2 separate regions of the Pan troglodytes genome follow, and region 2 is linked to region 1. A link is a contact called in public capture Hi-C data. All regions are on one chromosome and are shown on one strand. Each heading gives the region's core, a stretch centred on a gene start, on an enhancer-like site or on the middle of the called end of the contact. The rest is flanking DNA. Distances are from core to core; before and after follow the strand shown. Region 1 has its middle 21 kb from the start of NXPH3. Region 2 overlaps SLC35B1 (solute carrier family 35 member B1).

Evidence for each region. Capture Hi-C pulls out chosen DNA fragments and counts their contacts.
Region 2: a contact with region 1 is called in a capture Hi-C map of stem cell-derived neural stem cells, with 2.8 times the contacts expected there. The contact joins two enhancer-like sites. A contact is called at or near these places in 5 of 7 Hi-C or Micro-C datasets (blood, induced pluripotent stem cells, a lymphoblastoid cell line and 1 more), 1 of 1 datasets of contacts at active chromatin or transcription factors (stem cell-derived excitatory neurons) and 1 of 1 other capture datasets (stem cell-derived neural stem cells).

Annotation. Positions count from the first base shown.
Region 1 is chr19:62,689,764-62,696,031 of NHGRI_mPanTro3-v2.0_pri, forward strand. No RefSeq gene overlaps it. Among named protein-coding and RNA genes, the nearest start is that of NXPH3, 21 kb to the right of the region's middle. Within about 2 kb of position 4,933, at least 2 of the 24 cell types and tissues checked have an H3K27ac peak or open chromatin away from gene starts, as enhancers often do. A contact at or near this core is called in stem cell-derived neural stem cells, where this site is marked.
Region 2 is chr19:62,836,435-62,842,973 of NHGRI_mPanTro3-v2.0_pri, forward strand. SLC35B1 (solute carrier family 35 member B1) reads right to left here. Exons shown (of 9, transcript XM_001156965.7): 6 at 5,628-5,754; 7 at 4,732-4,838; 8 at 4,402-4,555; 9 at 2,866-3,055. The coding sequence ends at 3,003. Among named protein-coding and RNA genes, the nearest start is that of SLC35B1, 6.4 kb to the right of the region's middle. Within about 2 kb of position 2,072, at least 3 of the 24 cell types and tissues checked have an H3K27ac peak or open chromatin away from gene starts, as enhancers often do. A contact at or near this core is called in stem cell-derived neural stem cells, where this site is marked.

The DNA of each region.
Region 1 (6,268 bases), core at 3,683-6,182:
GGACAATACATCTTGGGAAGTTGAAAGGTGAGGAATTATGCCATGTGAGAGACCCACGAGGCAAAGGAGGGGAAATGCCACAGCATGAGAGATTTGAGGCTGACACCCAGAAGGACTTCCTAGAAGGAGGGTGTGAGCCACTGGATGGGCCCCGTGTGGTTTCTTTCCAGGGCTCCATCTGGCTGGCCAGGAGGGGTCTGGGGCCAAGGCAGTCTAGGAGTACACATTTGCCCTTTGTAGCTGGGCCACAGGGTTTTGTCCTGGGCTGCTCTGGGCTGGGTTCCCTTCCTGGCATGCATGGAGTTTGACCTTTGGCCTTTGGTTAGGCCTAGGGCAAGGCTGTTTGTCTGTCCACTCACCCCAGATCATTAGGACTGTGTAGAACCCAGGGCTGGGCTCTGAGAGGAGCTGGCAGTCTGTCTGGAGGTCAGAGGCAGACACGCCCCTGCCTTCAGGACAGTAGGGACAGTCGCCACCGTCAGGGAGCTCAAATCCTATGGGGGATACCTGGCTCCTGCCGTCAGGGGCCCCACCCAGTCAAAGGAAGGAGTCCCAGGCTCTGCCTCAGGGAAGAGACCTGTCACATGAAGAGAGACCCAGGAGTCAGGCAAACACGAAGCCCCAGCTCTGGAGGCAGCTGGACCCCCAACCACGTGTGACTATGAAACTGATCAGAAGCTACAGGGAGCAGAGATGGCCGCCCACCGAGGAGAAAGTGTATTATGTTGGAGGAGCAGGCATCGCCCCCTCCCCACAGCCTGTCTGGACACCTGCATAGGGGAAGACGGGTGGGTGGGAGAAAGTCCTGCTCGGGGCTGTGAGCACATCCATGGGCAGGTGTTCTGTGCTCGGCCTGGAGGTTGGGCGTGCCTGTGTGCTTGGTCCTCAATGCCAGTAAACGTGCTCCGTGTAGACACTCTGCGGAGGGCCTAAGAGGGTGTGAGGTGTAGGCGTGTGCACTGCCCGTGCAGCACGCGTGCATGAGTCAGGATGTGTACTCCCGGGCAGAGGGACAAGCACTCGCCTGGGGTGGGGAGCCTGGGCATGGTCTTGGCCCGATGACGTCGTGCTGAGTGATCTCGGGTGCCCTGTGTGCAGGGAGGGAGTCAGAAGGCTGTGTGAGCCTCTCCAGCAACATGGGTCTGTGTTCTGAGCCCCAAGGAAAGCCCCAGGCGCCCTGCATGCCCACTGCAGGCCTCCGTCTACCCTTGATCCCTCACCCTGGCACCCCGACAACTGGGCCTGACCAGTGAATGCTGGCTGAGCCAGCTGTCACTGTGACATCCATTCTCCGCAGTGGGGCCTGGGAGACCTCACCCAGCTCCCCCAGCTCTTTCCCCTCCTCTCCTACGCCTGCCCCCACAGCTGGGAACTAGGCCCAGTGGCAGCTGGAAGCCTCCCGTGGGGTCTCACGGAATATGTAGGGTCTTATGGAGTTTTCAGCCTTAACCCATGAGCTAGAGGGGACCAAGGCAACAAGGAGCTCTGCTCCCAGCACTGCCAGAGCCCCTCTTTCCACGGCCCCTGTCCCCAGAACTCCAGGAAGACTTCTGGGGTGACAGCCCAGGCAAAGGCCAGGAAGGAGAAGACTGCTTATTTGCATATCACTCCCATCTGATTTGCATGTGCAGTGAGGCTGGCCATTTCTAAGTAATGCTGGAATCCTGATTTCAGGATGCTGAGCCTTTCCTCACATCTATTCTTGGGGCTTGCTTCTCTCCATCCCGCCTTGACCCAGACACCTCCTAAGGGACAGCCACACACACACACACACACACACACACACACACACACACACTTCAGTCCCTGCATATACCTGCATTTACAGACCTGTATTTGCATACATACACCTATTTCCCCCTCCATGAGAGTCCTGGGTGCCTGGCCCCGTGCATGCTCCATGGGGTTACACACATGTACACACTTGCACAGGCAGTTGCACAGACACCCATGGTTATGTGTTTTCACACCCACACACAATTCACCCACATTTCTCTACACTCCTATACACCCTCCCAGAGCCTCCAGTGCATTCTGCACACTCCATTGATGAATGAGCACACACACCTTGGCCTCACACAGGGGCCCAGAGCCTGCACACGCTCCACACACTGGGCCTGGCTGCCAGTGAGGTGCTCTAAGCAGCAGACCCCTCCCAGACCCCAACCTGGGCAGGACTGGCAGCAGCTGTCCTGTGTGACTGTTTCAGTGGCTTTACCACCAAGGGGTCTCTGGAATTCCCAAGTTAGGGGGCAGTCCTTTAGTGAGAGCTTTGTCTCCACTGAAATATGGCTCCTACCTGCATTTTCTGTCTTATCTCCATCATCCCTCCCACCCCCTCAAGTCCCCTGCCTTCATTAATCACCAAACACAGCTTCCTTGGGTGGCCCTGCCTTCTACCTTTGTTCACCCTGTTCCCCACCAGAACACCTGCTTGCTTTCCTCCACCATATACATTTGTGCCTCTTTGCCCTTGTCCATTCTCTTCCCTCCTCCTAGGTTGGCTTCCCTCCCTGTCCTTCTGATGAACTCCTATGCATCCTTCAAATCCCACCTCAAATGTCACCTTGTGGGTAAACTCTTCTCCAGCTTTACCAAGCAGAAGTAGTCATTCCTCACTCTGGGCATCCAGAGGCAGAACAGTGTGGTGGAGAGACAGGATTGGCCTGTCTGGATTGGGGCTCGTGGGCTGCAATCCTCCGTTTGTAAGAAGGAGCCAGGGGACTGTTCTGGAAACTGCAATTACATGGCAAGCATCTTGGTTTCAATGGTATTTTGTGTTTATTGCTGTGGAAGGGCCCAGGCACGGAAGTCACACAGTGCTGCTTCCCCCTTCTCTGCTTTGCACCTTTAGGCAAGTGTTGCAATCTCTCGGGGCCCGTTTCCCTGCCTGTACCATGGGCTCACGGTGGGGGATTATGAGGACCCAATTAAAATGTGAACCTTTGTGACCTGAATTCTCATTACACCGAACAGTAAAGACGAATTTGGCTCAAAGGATTTTTGCTCACTTCTCTATCTCCCTGCTGGACTGGAAATTCCTTGAGGGCAAGGGCTATGTCTCTTTTATCTGAAAAATGAGGATAAGAGGCCAGACCTTAGACTTATGATGAGGATTAGAGTTCATTCACAGGATGTGCTTAAAAGAGCTCCCTGGCACTCCCTCAGGGTTTGTTGCTATAATTACTGTTACATACACTATCATTTAATCCTGACATCAACCTTGTGTTGTTGGAGATACGGTTATCCCACTTCACAGGTGAGGAAAGCAAGGTTCGGAATGCTTAGGGCCCTTGTTGCTAAGGTAAGCAAGGTTCAGAACCCAGATTTGAACCTGGATCTGGCAGAGGCCTAACCAAGATGTCCTCATGTTGTCATCATGGATCAGGATATGATGGTTCTGGGCAAACTGATCACATGTCCAGCCCGGGACTTGGTGGTGTGGCCTGTCTGTGTGTGTCTATGCCCCCGCTGTGTCTCCACGGCATGCAGCCTGTGCTCCAGGTGGACCAGCAACTGATGACGGTGTGGACACCTGAGAAGGAGCTGCCCCGTGGCCCCATCTCCATGGCAAACAGGTTCATCTGTACCCAGGAACAGGAGGCCACAAGGGGAAGGGGAGACAGGAGGATCTGGGGCCAAGGTCTTTTTCCACAAGGGCCCAGGGTGCTGGTCGTTCAGCCCCTCCCAACACTTCCACTCAGCATCCCGGCCCGGAGCGCCTGGCTGGGGAGACCTTTCCACTCCACACGCCGCAGGAGAGTGAGCACCACATGACTCCTGGGAAGCCTGCCCTGGAATGCACGTCCGGGGCGCCCTACTCCCCTCCACCTTCCCACTACAGACCTCGGGCCAACAGCCTAATGGGGGCCCTCAGTCCTGTGAGGACGGCTATGGGGACTGCGTAGGGCAAAAGAGGCAGGGGCACATGGGTTTCCTGGGTGACATCTGGGCCACAGCCAGGCCAGAGTGGTTCCTCCAAGTCACACAGCAAGCCTGGGCCTGCCTGGCCCCCTGAGTCAGTGGGAGCTCCCTTTCCCTGACCCTGCTGGGGGCTTGGCTATCAGGTGGTGGGAGTCCCTGGATGTTCTGCTGTGGGCCTGGTTCCACCTGTGTGCCCAGTCCGCTTCAGGGAGGGTGTCTCAGATGGCCCAAATCCCAGTAGGGACAAACTAGGCATCTGAGAGGTGGTAGAGCTTCCTCTGTTCTTGGGACCAAGCACACTCCCGGGAGCCTGCCAGCCTGGGACAGCAGAGCCAATGGGGCATGAAACAGGAAAGGAGGGGCTTTCTTGAAATGAAGCAAGACACGGGCGTGAGAGGCCTGCAGCTTGGGGCTGATGCTGCCTTTGGATGTCCCCGCTGGGGCCCGGCCAGCTCTGGGCGTGGGGAGAATTATGGGGAGGAGCGGGGATGTGGGGATTAGGGGTGTGGGGAGGGTGAGGCCTAGAAGAGCCCGTGATGGAGGTTGCCGTGCACAGGAAAGGGCTGTCCAGGGATATTCTAGCCTTGGGGTCCCCTGCCCTGGGCATGCACCAGGAAGCCAGCCACCCTCTCAGCCCCCTTCCCACTGCCAGGTTTCTTGGGGAGAATCTGGTAGAAGCCTCCCAATTCAGCTTCTCCCACCTGCCCTCTGAGACCCAGGGCTCCCATCCCAGCTATTCTCCACTCCCAAGAAGAGAGGGAGGAGGGCAGTGCTGGGGTTAGAGGACGGCGGGATTTACTGGGATTTATTGGTTTGGGCAGGGAACCACTAAGACGCCTGGGAAAGTGGCTAACACCCCTCTCCTGGCTTCTTCAACACCAGCTCCCCCTCAGCTCTGGAAGCAGCCATGTCGCTTTTAGCTACAGTGAGAGAGATTCGAGCTGGACACCAAGACCTGACACCAGGGGTAACGACTGCGTGGCGCAAGGAGAGCTCCCTCTCCTGCCCAGAGACACACCCGGCTGTGAAATTTGCCCGGAGGCAGGGGCATGGAAGGAATGACCTCCTGGGCAGGTCCAGATCCAGCATGACCTCACCGGCTGGGGCCCTGAGAACCGGACACTCGAGTCCTGTGGACACTCTGGAGTGAATAGGGCTGCACGGAGAAGGACACGTGGACGAGGAGGTACCGGATGCCTGGGGCCCACCCAGGGCCTGGGCTACAGGCACCCGCTCTGCCATGCGCGAGGTGCGGCGGTGCCACAACGCCCTCTGTTGGCCAGAGGCGGAGGCCGCCTGTTCAGGGCCTCTGATGGAAACGGGGACTGGAGCTGCCTACAAGACAGGCAGGTGCTCCAGCGTTCCGCCCGGAGTCAGCGGCCACGGAGGTGGCCATCCCAGCTGGGAGAACCTTGGAGACTCCTGTGCCAAGCCCTATTCTTTTGCTGGGAAACTTGAAGCCAAGAGAGGAGAGAGGCCCGGTGCATCCGGGTGCTGGGCCAGGGACTGGACTGTGGGGGCTGTCCAGGTTCCAGTGGTGGAAGCATGGGATGCCCCAGGACTCCCTAGTCACCCCCACGAGTCACCTCAAACCCACATCCAGCCGACTGCAAAAGCACAGCTTCTAGACAGCTCCCACCCCTGCCCCCACCTTCCACCCAGACTGCAGGCCCCTCAATCCGTAACAATTCTAGAGCCTCCCCATCTCCCCAGCACCCTCTGCTGCCACACACCCTCCAGCCCCCTTTGCCCCACTCCATCCGCAGCCTCAGGAGACTCTCTGTGCTCACCTATACACCAACCATTTCCCACTTAAAGCCTCTGCTGCTTTCTTCTTTTGTCCCCAGGAAGTGAAAACTTTATGTCTTTTCCTTTTTGATTAACTTTCTTGGATTTTCTTTTTAATTACAAACCATAGTACTACATGTTCTTTGTAACAGCTTAAACAAACCAGAGGTATCTAAAGAAAAAGTTGATAATCTCCTCTCTCCCTCTCCAGTCCCCCTTCGCCGGTCACTAATGTGGCTGAAGGAGCGTTGTTCTGCCTTGGGTTCTCTCAGGACCTTCGTTAAACAAGTAAGAAGGACTGAGACCTACTATGTGTTGGGCTCTGGGCTAAGCCTGGCTGCAAGAGCCAACAAGTCAGCAGCCATGGAGCCCACTGCCTTGATGGGGCCTCGATTCTAGTGGAGGGGAGGAGAATGTTTCAAATGGTGATGAATTCTTGGGGGGAAGGGATGGTGGGATGATAGGTGATGGACCGGAAGTCGGGTGGCCTGGAGCAGGAGTAAAATGCCACTTTCCACCTGCTACAAGTGGGATTGCCAGGGAAGGGCTCTCTGAG
Region 2 (6,539 bases), core at 822-3,321, 140 kb after region 1:
GGTCCAAAACGCAACTTGAATTCAGGGAGCCTGGAGTTCTAGTTTGTGTCTCAGGGACATACCTAGGGACCCACCACAGGTCACCTAACTCTCCGTCATTTAGGTTTTCCCAACTCTAAAAAGTGTGGATGTCTGCTGAGTCCCCTTTTCACAAGGGTGGTACGAAGCTGTGAGAAAACACATAATCCATTCCTAAATACCTCACTTGATAGATTCCCTACCATTCATGTTTAATTCCTGCCACCTTAAGTCTTTTTAAAAACAATATGGGACTTCAGTTTCTTTTAATGTTTAACTCCAGAATAGCTTTCCCCATGATCGTACCCCAAATCACACTGCAGCGGGGCAGTGGGGGGCAGGGGGTTACTCCCCTTGCCACAGATGAAAAGGTGAACAGGGAATGAAAAATCATTTTATCGTGCATCTGAGCATGAACAGTAAAGGAGATGGCTCAGATGCTTTGACCAAAATAGCTGTAAGCACCATACACCCCAAACGAAAAACAGTGTCGGGAAATTTGTGTGCCGGTTCCCTCCTTTCGACACATAGCTGAGAATTAACTGCAGATGAAAGTCCTTTGATCTGTAGAAACCTGAGGCATCAGGCCGCCCAGGGTTAGCCATCACCATCACTTTTGTTTGAACTTGTCTGGTATTTCACATTTATCAGCCCTATTACAAGTTAACAGTGTTACTGACTTTAGTCAACTTTGACTCTCCCAGTCCCTGTGATCCTGCAGGTAAGTTGACACCCCAAGCAAGCTGGCAGCTCACAGAACCTTTTCAGGTATCTTCAAGTTGAGCGAAACAATGCCTCCTGTAAAATCTGCTCTCCTTCTATATGTTCCCTATGGAACTGACCTAGGCAGGAGCGAGGGGCGAAAGGTAGTCAGGCACCCCTTTTCCTGCTTGGCAGTGGAGCCCAAGCTCCAGCTCCTCCTCCTCCTTTCATCTTCCTACACTCTCCAGCTCAAGCCTCACCTTGCCCAGACACCTTCCTTCGTTGTTATCCCTGCATTTCTGAGATGCAATAATGTGTTTTCCTGTCTCCCTATTAGACTGTGAAGTCCCTAGAGGGTAAGTTCTAGTCCTACTTAACTTTGAACTCCCAGCATGTTCACAATACATGGCACCCAAAAGGAAGTAAATGTAAGATGGATGGACAGGGGACTGAACAAATACACTAGAACTGGGCCCCTAGCCCACCCTGGGTAGGACAGGCTTGCTCTACAAGCCATTTCTCTAATAACAGGTGAGAGCCATGCTGAGCTGCTGAAACCCTGCCTTGCTCATGACTAGTATTAGGCGTTTTTGAGACAACCGGTTGAAAATGGTAGAAGGAAGAGGTAGAGGGAATTGGTCTGGTAGCTGGGAAGATTTCTCTTAAAACAGGCCCAGATGACAACTGCTTGCACTTGCAGGTCCCTGGCCCTAGTAACATGCTCTAACCACCTAACCAATCCACAGGAGAAGACAGTTTCGAAGACCTATAAATCTAGTAGGGAAGAAGCTAATTGATGCAACTTTCAGGATGGAAAAAAAGACAGGGGAAAGAGGGTGGAGAAAGGAAGGAAGGAAGTTCAGCCAGATGTACTTAAAGCATCTTCTCTCTCCAGCAGCTCAAAATGATAGGGGGCTTTTGGGGGCAGGGCTGCAGCGACACCTGGGCCCCCAGAGAGTGAGATGAGCACAAGTGAGGCAGGGCTTGAAAGGCTGGGCGGGGGGTGGCAAGGCAGCCGTTCAGGAAGGAGGCCGGGCTCCCATCTGGAGAGCCAAGGGGCTGGGGCTGCTGAACAGATGGAGAGAAAGTTGCAGCTGGTGGAAATGCACTTTCATGTGTAAAGTTTGGTCCTTGGAGGATTGCGATTTCCAACTCTAAAGGCAGCAGTGGGCAGGTGGCTCTGCTCCATACTCCGCCTTTTCCCTCTGCTGCCACTCAGACAACTCGACAGTGGCTGTGCCAGGACTCAGCCACCATGACTTCCGCCAGCATCCCTTTCAACAGGCAGAAGCTGGCATGGTGACACCTTGGCACAGCAAAGGATGGCAGAGGACTGCAATGCTTCAGCAGCTGGAGGAGGCAGGGGAATAGGAGGGATTAACCCAGCCTCCCTGGAGGGGACCAGGTAGACTGAGAACAGACAGACAGATGGAGGGGGAATATCAGGAAAAGTACATCACAGACCTTCCAAAGCTGATCATGATGTATGCACTGGGTCTCCACTCTGGTCTTGATAGAGCTGTGGCTGAAGGGGAGGCAGTGGGGAAATGGCAAAACAGTAGATTCTGAAACTCTGGGTTCATTTTACCCCAGCCTCAATGAATATTTCTTTTCTGTTTTTGATTTTTAGTGGAGACAAGGTCTAACTATGTTGTCTAGGCTGGTCTCAAACTCCTGAACTCAAGTGATCCTGCTGCCTTAGCCTCCCAGAGTGCTGGGATTACAGGTGTGAGCCACTGCACCAGGCCTAAGAAAAAGACGGAACATAACTTTGTTTTTTTAATGAAATATTTGCCCGCAGGAGCTTTAGGAGAGGAAGTGACTTTTACATTCTCTGGCTCTAATGGACAGCCACCCGTCCTCTAATGGGACCAGCTCTAACGGGACAAGCCTCACCCATCAGAACAGAAGCCATTAGCACAATTCTGCGATCTCACAGAGTTCCTCCCTATAATGCTCAGGTTCTTGGAGGAATCGCCCACTCAACCATGCTAACCACACCCGTGAGAGGAGCAGCCTGGGTAATAAACATCCAGCTCTGCCTCTTCCCTCCCTCTTTTATTTACCATAGACTGCTCCAGGGCATGAAGAACAAAAACCACCAACTCTGTCTTGTTAAAATCCAAGTGCATTTTTTAGAATATGTGATTTTGCTTGATTTTATTTTATTAAAAAAGACTGGAACTCAGTCCCATATTCCTATTAAGTCAATTTTCCCAAGAGATGTCACTGTTTGAGATAATAACTTAAATATTCTTGATGTGGAGGTAGTCTCTCTCTTCCTAGTGGGATGTCTTCTTAGCTCCTTTCCCAAACTTGGCATCAAGACCAAGACCTATGAAAAGGAAGAAAATGGGCTTAGCCTTATGGGGGGAAATGAAACTTACTAATGATTGTGGTGCGGTGGGGTAGTCGGCCTTGTATCTCCAAAATGGGGGCTTTAAATAAAATACATGTCAGAACACTGGTTTTATGTAACTTCCTCAGAGACAAGAGAATGGCACCAGGATACTAGTTATTACAGATATCTGTATCTATATAAATATATCTATATAGAGATACAGATAGATATAGATACACATATAATACAGCAAGACTAAAAGAAATTTAAGAGTCAAAACTTCTAGGCTATGGCTGAATGTGGTGACTCACACCTGCAATCCCAGCATTTTGGGAGACTGAGGCAGGAGGATCATTTGAGCCCAGGAGTTTAAGGCCAGCCTAGGCAACACAGCAAGACCCCATCGCTACAAAAAAAAAAAAAAATTAGTCAGGTATTGTGGTACATGCCTATAATCGCAACTACTCGGGAGGCTGTGGTGGGAGGATCACTTGAGTCCAGGAGAACAAGGTTGCAGTGGACTATGATCGTGCCACTACACTCCAGCCTGAGCAACAGAGGGAGACCCTAGGAAGGCTGGATTAGAAATAAAGCTTCCTTTTCTCTTTTTATTTTCTTTTGATACAGATTTTCACTCTGTCACCCAGGTGGGAGTGCAGTGGTGTGATCACAGCTCACCTCAGCCTCCACCTCCTGGGCTCAAACGATCCTCCCACCTCAGCCCCGAGTAGCTGGGACCAGAGGCGTCTGCCACCATGCTCAGCTAATTTTTGTATTTTTTTGCAGAGACAAGGGTCTCATCATGTTGCCCAGGCTGGTCTCGAACTCCTAAACTCAAGCGATACTCCTGCCTCAGCCTCCCAAAGTGTTAGAATTACAGGCGTGAGCCACCACACTCAGCCTCTTTTCTCTTTTAAAAAAGTTTTCTCTGGGCTGAGCGCGGTGGCTCATGCCTGTAATCCCAGCACTCTGGGAGGCTGAGGCGGGGGGAATCACCTGAGGTTGGGAGTTCGAGACCAGCCTGACCAACACGGAGAAACCCCATCTCTACTAAAAATACAAAATCATCCGGGCATGGTGGTGCATGCCTGTAATCCCAGCTACTCCGGAGGCTGAGGCAGGAGAATTGCTTGAATCCAGGAGAAGGAGGAGGCTCACCCGATTGGTGAGCTGAGATCGTACCACTGCACTCACTCCAGCCTGGGCAACAAGAGCGAAACTCCGTCTCAAAAAAAAAGAGAAAAGTTTTCTCTAAAATATTTAAATAAATTTCATAAATATACAAGTACATTTTAGGAGAAAAAATTCAGCTGTCACTGTGTCTCTCTGTGGCCACTTACCCAGGAACACAAGCACAGTGCCCACCCACTGCATGGGGCTGATGGGATTGGCGAAGAGGATCACAGAGGCCAAAATTGTGAAGAACTTTCGAGTTGTAGTGATGATGGAGCAGGTCAGGGGACCAAAATACACAACCGTCATAAAGATGAAGCTCTAGAGAAAGATAAAGGTGAGGTCCGGTGGGCTTCTGGGTATCTGCCATTGGTCTAAAGTCTATAAACAGACCTCAGGGCTAATCTCGCCACCCTCTTCTTCCAGCCAGGCCAGTCTTTCTTAGGGAACCAGCTGCCAGAGTAGGGAAGCCAAGCCATCCCCTTTCAAGCACTCACCTGACCCAGGGCACTGGTCAGCCCAAAGAGCAGGATGTTATAGATGATGGCAGGGTACCTTTCAGCAAAGCTCAAGAACTCCCAGAGCTCCCCAGTGAACAGGATTCCTGAGAAGACATGTCAACAAATGTACGGCGCATTTTGTGCACACAAAATGTGCACACACACACACACATACTCCTGCACATGGCCTGTTAAAGAACTGCAAGGGAGGTGGGACGCGGGAAAGTGTATGGTGTGGGTTTGCATCGTCTCATCACTGATTCTTCTCATATTTTTCTCTGATTAGAGAAACTAAAGAGAATTTTGTGAGAAAGGCTTGAAAGTTAATGAGTTACTTCTACCAAAGTGATTACAAGCAGAAATCCTCAGATGCTGTAGAGATGCTGATCCACACATCCTTAGCTCAAGGAAGCCCCTCGCATTAGTCACCTTCAGCCATCAGCAGCCTCCGCCATTAACCCCAGTGTGCTGTATAAAAAATACTTTCTACATGTGCCCAAATTTGAAAAGTTAGGAAGCACTGATTTCAAAGCAAATCATTCACATTTGAACTGTTTTCAGTGTACAGCTAACTTTGTTTCCTGTGAGCACTACGTGTGTCTCATTTCCCTCATGAAAGGGAAAGTTCCCAGGTACCTCCCTGTGTTTTACTACTGAGTGTTTTCCCATGACAACTGACACACGACTCTCCTTCATTGTGCCAGTAACAAGTAGCAAACAAATCCTGCTGGTGCAGGTTTTTCCAGGAAGGTTTCTCAAGGGCTTGAACAAAAGGGCATCTTGGAACTAATTCAGGCCCTTGGTCTGGGCAACTAACAGCTAGAGGGATCAAAAGGATGAGGGCAGCCTGCCCTCTGGTGATACATGGGAAGAACAGCAGAACTGGCTCTCACCCATTCCCAGCAGCAATGTCGACCAAAGGTTGATGTTCAGCATCATGTGGTTGGAGCCTGTTTGGTAATGAGCCCGCATGTGGTCCTGGGAAACACCAGTCAGTCCATCCAGGGTCAGCGATAATAGCTGGGAAAGAAAGGGTGCAGCCTGCAGTGAAGTGGCCAACAGGGCCCTTTCCAAACCCAGGACACAAGATTCTCACTCTCAGGCTCCTCGGAAAGCCAATGCCTTTAAAGTCCTCAGAACAAAACGTTGCCATTTGGTCACAGGTGGAAGGTGGGGAGAGACCATGCTCACTACCCCCCACCCCCGCCCCCCGGCCCACGCACTGGACTGACAGGCTAACTGAGCTACGTAGTGATTTTGTAATCAGAGTAGAGCAGGAAGCTCACTTCCCAACATACTGGGAGGGGAAAGGTAGTCCCAGCAGGTTAGCTTCCTAGCTTGGAGTATAGTGCTCCAGAGACCGGATCCTGTGCTTAGGCTGCCTGGATTGGAATCCTGACTCTACCACTTCAAATAGCCAAGTGACCATGGGCAAGCGAGTTAACTTCTCTGTGCCTAGTTTCTTCATCTGTAAAATGGAGATAATACTACATATGAGATTACTGTTGTAAAAATTAGTCAATTAATATGTAAAACACTCGGAACAGTGCCTAATGCATACATACCAGCTACTATCATATTATTTTAAACTCTGGCTTCCAGGTTTCTTGGAAAGCCACAGTGAGAGACATTATTCCTTCCCTCTTTGCTTTCAGGTCTCTGTGACCTCACACCAGGATTCAGCCACAACCCTCAGAGTTATCTCTTCTCCAGAATGAGAGCTGAGTTGTAGTTAAATATTCCAGGTTTCCCACTATGGCATTAATAGAGCCAGGGGCCTGCAGCAAAGGGCAGATATGGGGACA